2 separate regions of the Macaca mulatta genome follow, and region 2 is linked to region 1. A link is a contact called in public Hi-C data. All regions are on one chromosome and are shown on one strand. The core of a region is the stretch at or near the end of the contact, and the rest is flanking DNA. Distances in the headings are between cores, read along the strand shown. Region 1 holds the start of STX17 (syntaxin 17). Region 2 holds the start of NR4A3 (nuclear receptor subfamily 4 group A member 3).

Region 1 (3,252 bases), core at 705-3,204:
GATGGAAGCATGCTGAAAAGCTACAGAAAGCAACCTGAAAAAAAAAAAAAAAAAAAAAAACTCCAATGATCAAAGCTGGAACAATTTCACACATAAAATAACACAAGTGTAAGATAAAAACCAATAGAAAAACATCTGAGTCCACATGGATACAAATAAATAACAGAATACAAATAAACAAATGGGAAAAGCGCAGCTCATCCTTACAGAATAATTTCAATTAATAAATAAAGAAATGAGGAAAGTAGAAAATCATCATTAGAACACCATAGTCATGATTGCTGAAGGCAAGATCCACCAATGGATGTGAAATTTAGCAAGGGAAGGTCTGAGGAGAAACAGGATATGCGTACAGTTTAAAAGCTCCCCCAAGATGTCAATTAATTATAAGGAGAAAAAATAAGACCTTTACATTGGAGAATCCCAGTAGACACTCTCTTACCAAGTGATCAAGAGTAACCTCACAAGCAATAAGTCATATCTATCAGCTACGCTCATATGATGAACTGAGAAGGGCACACACACTTTTGTGTTCTTAACAAAAAAGCATAGCCTTAATCTACTCATGAGAGAACACTGGACAAACCCCATTTGAGGGGCACTCTACAAAATAACTGACCAGCATTCTTCAAAAGCGTAAAGATCAGAAAGAGTATAAAGACTGAAAAAGACTATCAATGTAAAGACAGGAAAAGACTGAGGAACTGTCACAGACTGGAGAAGACCAAGGACCCAAGACAACTAACTGCAATGTCGGGTCTTAGAGTAGATCCTGGAATAGAAAGAGGACATTAATACAGGAAAAAAAAAAATCACAAGTCAGTAATTCGGTTAATAGTATTATACTAATACTAACTTCCTGCTTTTGATAATTGCGCTATGGTATCTAAAAAATTATTAATGGAAGCAATAGGGAACTCTGTACTACTTTTGAAACTTTTCTGTAATTGTAAAATTATTTCAAAATAAAAAGGTTTTTTTATGTATAAGAAGATGTTTCACGTAAGACAGGTAGAAACATTTAGAAGTCAAAGAACTGCAATGGTATTCACTGCATTAATACTTGGAGAGAGGGGTGCCAGGACTGTGCCAGGTGCTTTACAAACTTTATCATGTAGTGCTTACAACTAATATGAGATGGGTACCATAATACTTATGTTTCCCAGTAAGTTACTTGGGAGGTTATTAATAAGTGAAAGACCCCATTTCTCAGAAAACCCAGCCCCCAAAAGTGACGAACACCTTCCATCGGCTCAGAGGTCCCACTTTTCGGGATACTGGTGGCGCCCGATTTCTTCGGGCCCGCCGCTTTGGGTTTCTGAGTTATGGAAGAGACAGTGAATTTGGAGAGAAAAGTCAATGTGAGGTCTCCTCTCTGAACCTCAGATAGCTAAAAGGAGGGAGCCAAGGGGTGGGACCTTCTGCGAACCACCTCTGGGTCTGGTGAGCAGGGGCTTTCGGCCTCTCGCTCCCTGTCCACTCCCCACTACCCTCGAGCGTCGCGTCATTCCTCGCAGTGTCACCCACAGCACACCTGGGCCACACACAACAAACGCCCCCACCAGCGAACGGATGCGCGGGTCTGTCCCGGAACCCAGACGCCAGCGACCCTGGCGACCCGAGGCCTACAGCGCGCCAGAGACAGGACGCGCGTCGGAAACTTTTCCACCCTGCGACCCCGGAAGGCCGTCCCGCTCGCATCCTCTGCGGCCTCCCTATACCAGTTTCTAATAAAGCTTCCAAAAACGAAACCGAGAGAGGCTCCGCCACTTCTGAAAGACAGGAGCAGCCACCATGGGGCTCGCACTTCTGATCCAATGCCCCACTTGCCTCCCAGCGCCTCTTGCGCGCGCCACGGGGCGCCCGGCCCACCAAGCCTATCAGGGCCCGACGCCCCCAGAGGCGGCCTCCAGAGAGCCCCTTACCTCCCGCCGTGGCGCTCGAGGCCGGTCGGTGCGCACGGCGCAGGCGCAGGAGCGACGGGGCGGGGCATCGCGAGGGGTGGGCTGGGCTAGGCCCCGCCCCCTCCCCGTCCCGCGAGGCAGCCGGGTGGGGTGCGGGGGACGCGCAGGTGAGTACAAATGCGGACGCCGCTCTGAACAGCGAAAGCCTTTTTCAAAAGTGATTTTGATTTACATTATGGGGTTGTGACTCGAGCCAAGAGGAGAGAGACGCACAAACCCTCTTCAGGTCTGCTTGTTGTGTTCAAGACAATTCATGCTTGTATGGCCGACTGCATTTTGCAGTTTTCCTGTCTATTTTCCTCTGTTCTTCCTAGAATTTTATTTGCGGGTTGGGCATGTATTCTTAGCTCTGTTTTGAAACTGAAGCTCAGAAAGGTTTTGCCTCCCCATCCCATCCCCAAAAACCCTGTGAAGTGGACAGGGCAGGAGTGCCATCTTAATTGCAACAGGTGCAAAAATTAAAGCTCAGTCAGTTGTGGTTTCCTCCAAAAACTGGTGGAGGGCTTAAGGTAAACGTCTTTATCCCGATTTTATAGATTATGACTCTGGGGTTTAACAAAGAGTTTTAAGTGACTCATTCCAGTTTAGCCAGCTTATGACAGAGCTGGAACTCCAACTGTGTGTCCTAATTTCCTTCCCAAGTTATTCCAGTTAGACCAGCTGCTACCACATGAACAAGCAGGTGACCGGCTTTGAAGCCTTGTCCAAGTCACAGGTCTTCCTCTCTTCATGGCCTAACTTCCAGATCCAGCCGTTTTTAAAAGATGTCTGTAAATATTCAGATGACGTGCTTAGAATGTATTCACTAATGGTATTGTCTCAGAAGTGATCAGGATGTTCAAACCACAGTTAAGGAAACTCAGTTCTTAGGGTCTTCCAGTAGAATTGGAGGTAGAAATTGTGGACCAGGGAAGATTAGGGGCCCGTAGATCCTTTAAAAAGCCTTGAAAGACAATTTCTAAAACAAAGCACCAAATCTACCAAGCAATTTGGATTTTCTTTGGGAACATAATGTATGCTGATGTTTGTTTTACAATGAGCCCCAGAATGTGTTTATCAAATTTTGATTCTAAGGAGAAAAATTAAAGTATTAGTCAATACCATGAGAAAATGATGTTTATGCAAGGATCAGTGAAATAAGACCTTCTGAAATGAAAGATAATTTGTGTTAAGTTCTGAAGAACTTCCTCAGGTACAAAATCGGGAGGTGTGGTACTCAAAGATTCTAAATTTGGACCTGGACTTCTAAGTTGCTATGTGTATGTTTGCTATAAGTTAGATGTGTCAA
Region 2 (2,946 bases), core at 410-2,909, 87 kb after region 1:
GCTCCCTGTACTTCTCTCCCGGCACTGCAAGGCCCTGGGATCACAGCCCGACATTTCTGATTACTAACACCTCGCAGCTCTTCGCTCTGGAGAATCTGGACGCATAAATAAATAAAAGACAATCTCCAAGAACGTTTTTGGAAATCAAGGGACAAATGCGTTCTTCCTCGCCTCTGCCCCGAGGCTTCCAACAGTTTGGATAGGTGCCTTTGGAAGTGAGTCTCCGCAGACCGCGCTCGCATGACCGCTTTCGTCTCACCACCGAGAACTTTCCTTTCTACTAATAGTAAAACACTCGGAGCAACTTCTCCAAAAGCGCGAGTTCTGTCAGTGAAAAAGTAAAGCATGCCTTTCCCACACCGAACCAAGGTCCGGAGGAGAGGGACACCGTCCCCACACGTGTCAGCGCGCGGGAGTCGCCAATTACACCCGATTTACCTCCTAAGGGAAAAGTGTAAACCGGCATGTCAGCGACGCCAGGCAGACGTGCCTAGTGGAACCCCAGGCTCATTTCAATACAATAAGCCACATTCCTACAATTACGCCCTCTTTCCTGAGGTCCTCCGAGTGCCTCTGCAAACTCTGACCACGGCTGCCTAGGCCTTTCCCTCCCAAGCTTCCTTCCAGAGAACCAGCTCGGTGCCACCATTAGGAACATTTTCTTGGACCCACCAGAGCTCCTATTTTCAATCCTACTTAAAAGGCAGGAAAATTACTGCCGTTCATCACCGGAGCTGCAACTCCCTGCCGCTGCCGCCGCCGCCGCCGAGAGCATCATTACCATGACAACTAGAGCCGAAATACCCTGAATTACATCGCTGGAGCCGCTATAGCACAAATCCCGGTCCTCCTCTTTGTTAGAGGCTTTTCGCCTCTTCGAGTGGGGGAGGAATCCCACGAGCTCCAGAGATCCCCGCGGGCCCACTACAGGGGAAAAGTTTCAGATCAGAACCTATGGGCCGCTGGGCTAGCAAAGCCGGAGCCGGGCGGCAAGGTCGGGGAGGAAACCCCACACTCAAAGTTGTCAATTTCAGGAGCGACGCTTCCCAGCAAGCCAACTTTTTTAGCAAGTCCCCTTATTAACTGGGCGAATCTCATACGTACTTGAGTGCTGTGGCGGTTCCGTCTTTAGAGCGAGTTTCTAGAGAGCTGTCCCGAAATCTGCACTGGTGGGGAGTCACAGCTGCTGTCCCGGAAGGGCTGCGGTGTACAAGCCCAGCGGCTCCCGGAGGCGGTGAGCGGCTGGTAGGGGATGCTGCGATCCCGACTCATGGGAGAGCACAGCCGAGAGGTTCCGCGGGCGTCCTGGCTCGGGCTGTGACCAGGGGGGAGGATGCCGCCGCTGTTCCCACCTCCACGGCCACTGCCGGCACCGTCAGCGTTGCAAAGTGAGCCCGGGAGGGGCGTCCGGCTGCGGCGCCGCGCTGCACCAGCAAGGGCTCAGGTCAAGAGGGGTGTGAGCGCGCGGGAGAGCGAAGTGTGTGTGCGGAGCGTGTGTGCGCGCTTGTGTCTGTGTGTGCGAGTGAGGGAGCGGGTGTGAGCGCGTCTGTGTATGGGGAGCGGAGGAGGAGCAGGAGCTGGAGGGGTGGGGGGCGGGAGGCAGGAGACTCCGCTCTCCCGGCTGCGCGTTCGCTCGCTCTCTCGGCACGTCATTTATGCCACAGGAGCCCTAGCGGCCTCTCCATAGAGTGCCTGGAATGCGAGACGTCAATGTGACGCCATGGGACGCTACGTCACCCTCCTCCTCCCTCCCCTGGCCCAGCCGGTTCCGCGTGTGCGAGGGAGGGTGTGTGTGTTCGTGTGCGCGCGCGCGCGCGTTTCTCGGCCAGTCGCACGGCCGCACAATGGAAACTCCGCCGCACAGCCGACCAGGGGCTTCTCGGACCCGCGGTGCCAGCCCTTTTGCAGCGGAACCGCTCGCCAGGGCGTGCGTCTGCGGGAGGGTGCAGCGGCCTGCCCATGGGTCAGGCGGGACCGCCCAGCTGTCAGGCTCGGGTGGAGTAGAGTTGGAGGAGTGCTGCTGGCGCGCCTCCGAGGCTGCCCCGAGGCACGGAGCCAGGGCGAGGGGGGTAAGGGAGAGGACAGCTCTTCCGAAAGGGAAGGCTCCGCCAGCCAGCTTCTGACCAGCTTCAGTGACCTGGCAGCCGGTGCAGAAGGCGTCTGGCACCAGCCCGAAGACGCCCTGAGGTGCAGCTGCACTTTCCTCATGCAAAGGCTCTAAAGCTGTTTACGTCTCTCCGGTCCTCTGCGCCCAGGCTAATCCTCCCTCCCCGCATCATTTACTGGGTGCGTGTTTCACACAGGGATACAGATAGTTCCGGGGATAAGGTTTGATTTCTTTACACGTACGGCGTGGGTTTCTTAACTGGACACGTTATAACCCAGCGAAGTGCACATCCATCATCCACACGCGCGCTGCAGCAGAAACTACTCAATGTGTATAAAACAAACACACACGTGTTGAACAGCTGAGCGGGTCTGACTACTGCAAATCATTCCTCCTCCCCAGCACCGGGTCAGAAATGGAACTCTCAACTAGCACTTTCACTTTTTGATGGTTGTAGATGCCCTCCGCCCACATCTCCCAAATTAAACATTTCGAAATCAATCAACAGGATTTATTAGTCAGTCCCTCGCTAGGGGATTTGCTTTGGTCTCCTGGGACACATTTGTCATGAAATGGTGTGCCGATAGCCTGGGTGACTGTATGAGGGAAAGCAATTTCTTCCTGGAAATGATAGATTTAAGTGTAAATTTCCTGATGAAAACAAAATTTATCAGAGTTAAAGATCCCTAGTCCCAAAGGTTGCTGCTGAGTGAACGCAACCTCTTTCAGAAATGAATTTTTGGAGAGGAGAAAATATTTCAGTGAAACAATGCAGATAGAGTGGTCCCCATGTGGTCCTCTTGAATCACAAATACCATTTTATATATTTGACCTGTCCC

The links. A called contact is a pair of places that touch in the nucleus more often than the background predicts.
Region 2: a contact with region 1 is called in a Hi-C map of blood, with 6 times the contacts expected there. The contact joins the promoter of NR4A3 here to the promoter of STX17 in region 1. A contact is called at or near these places in 3 of 14 Hi-C or Micro-C datasets (CD4 T cells, blood and cortical neurons).

The regions. Positions count from the first base shown.
Region 1 is chr15:58,496,590-58,499,841 of T2T-MMU8v2.0, forward strand. It overlaps STX17 (syntaxin 17), which reads right to left and starts at 1,955. Exons shown (of 9, transcript NM_001194798.2): 1 at 1,926-1,955.
Region 2 is chr15:58,583,583-58,586,528 of T2T-MMU8v2.0, forward strand. NR4A3 (nuclear receptor subfamily 4 group A member 3) reads right to left here and starts at 1,660. Exons shown (of 9, transcript XM_077965653.1): 1 at 1,105-1,660.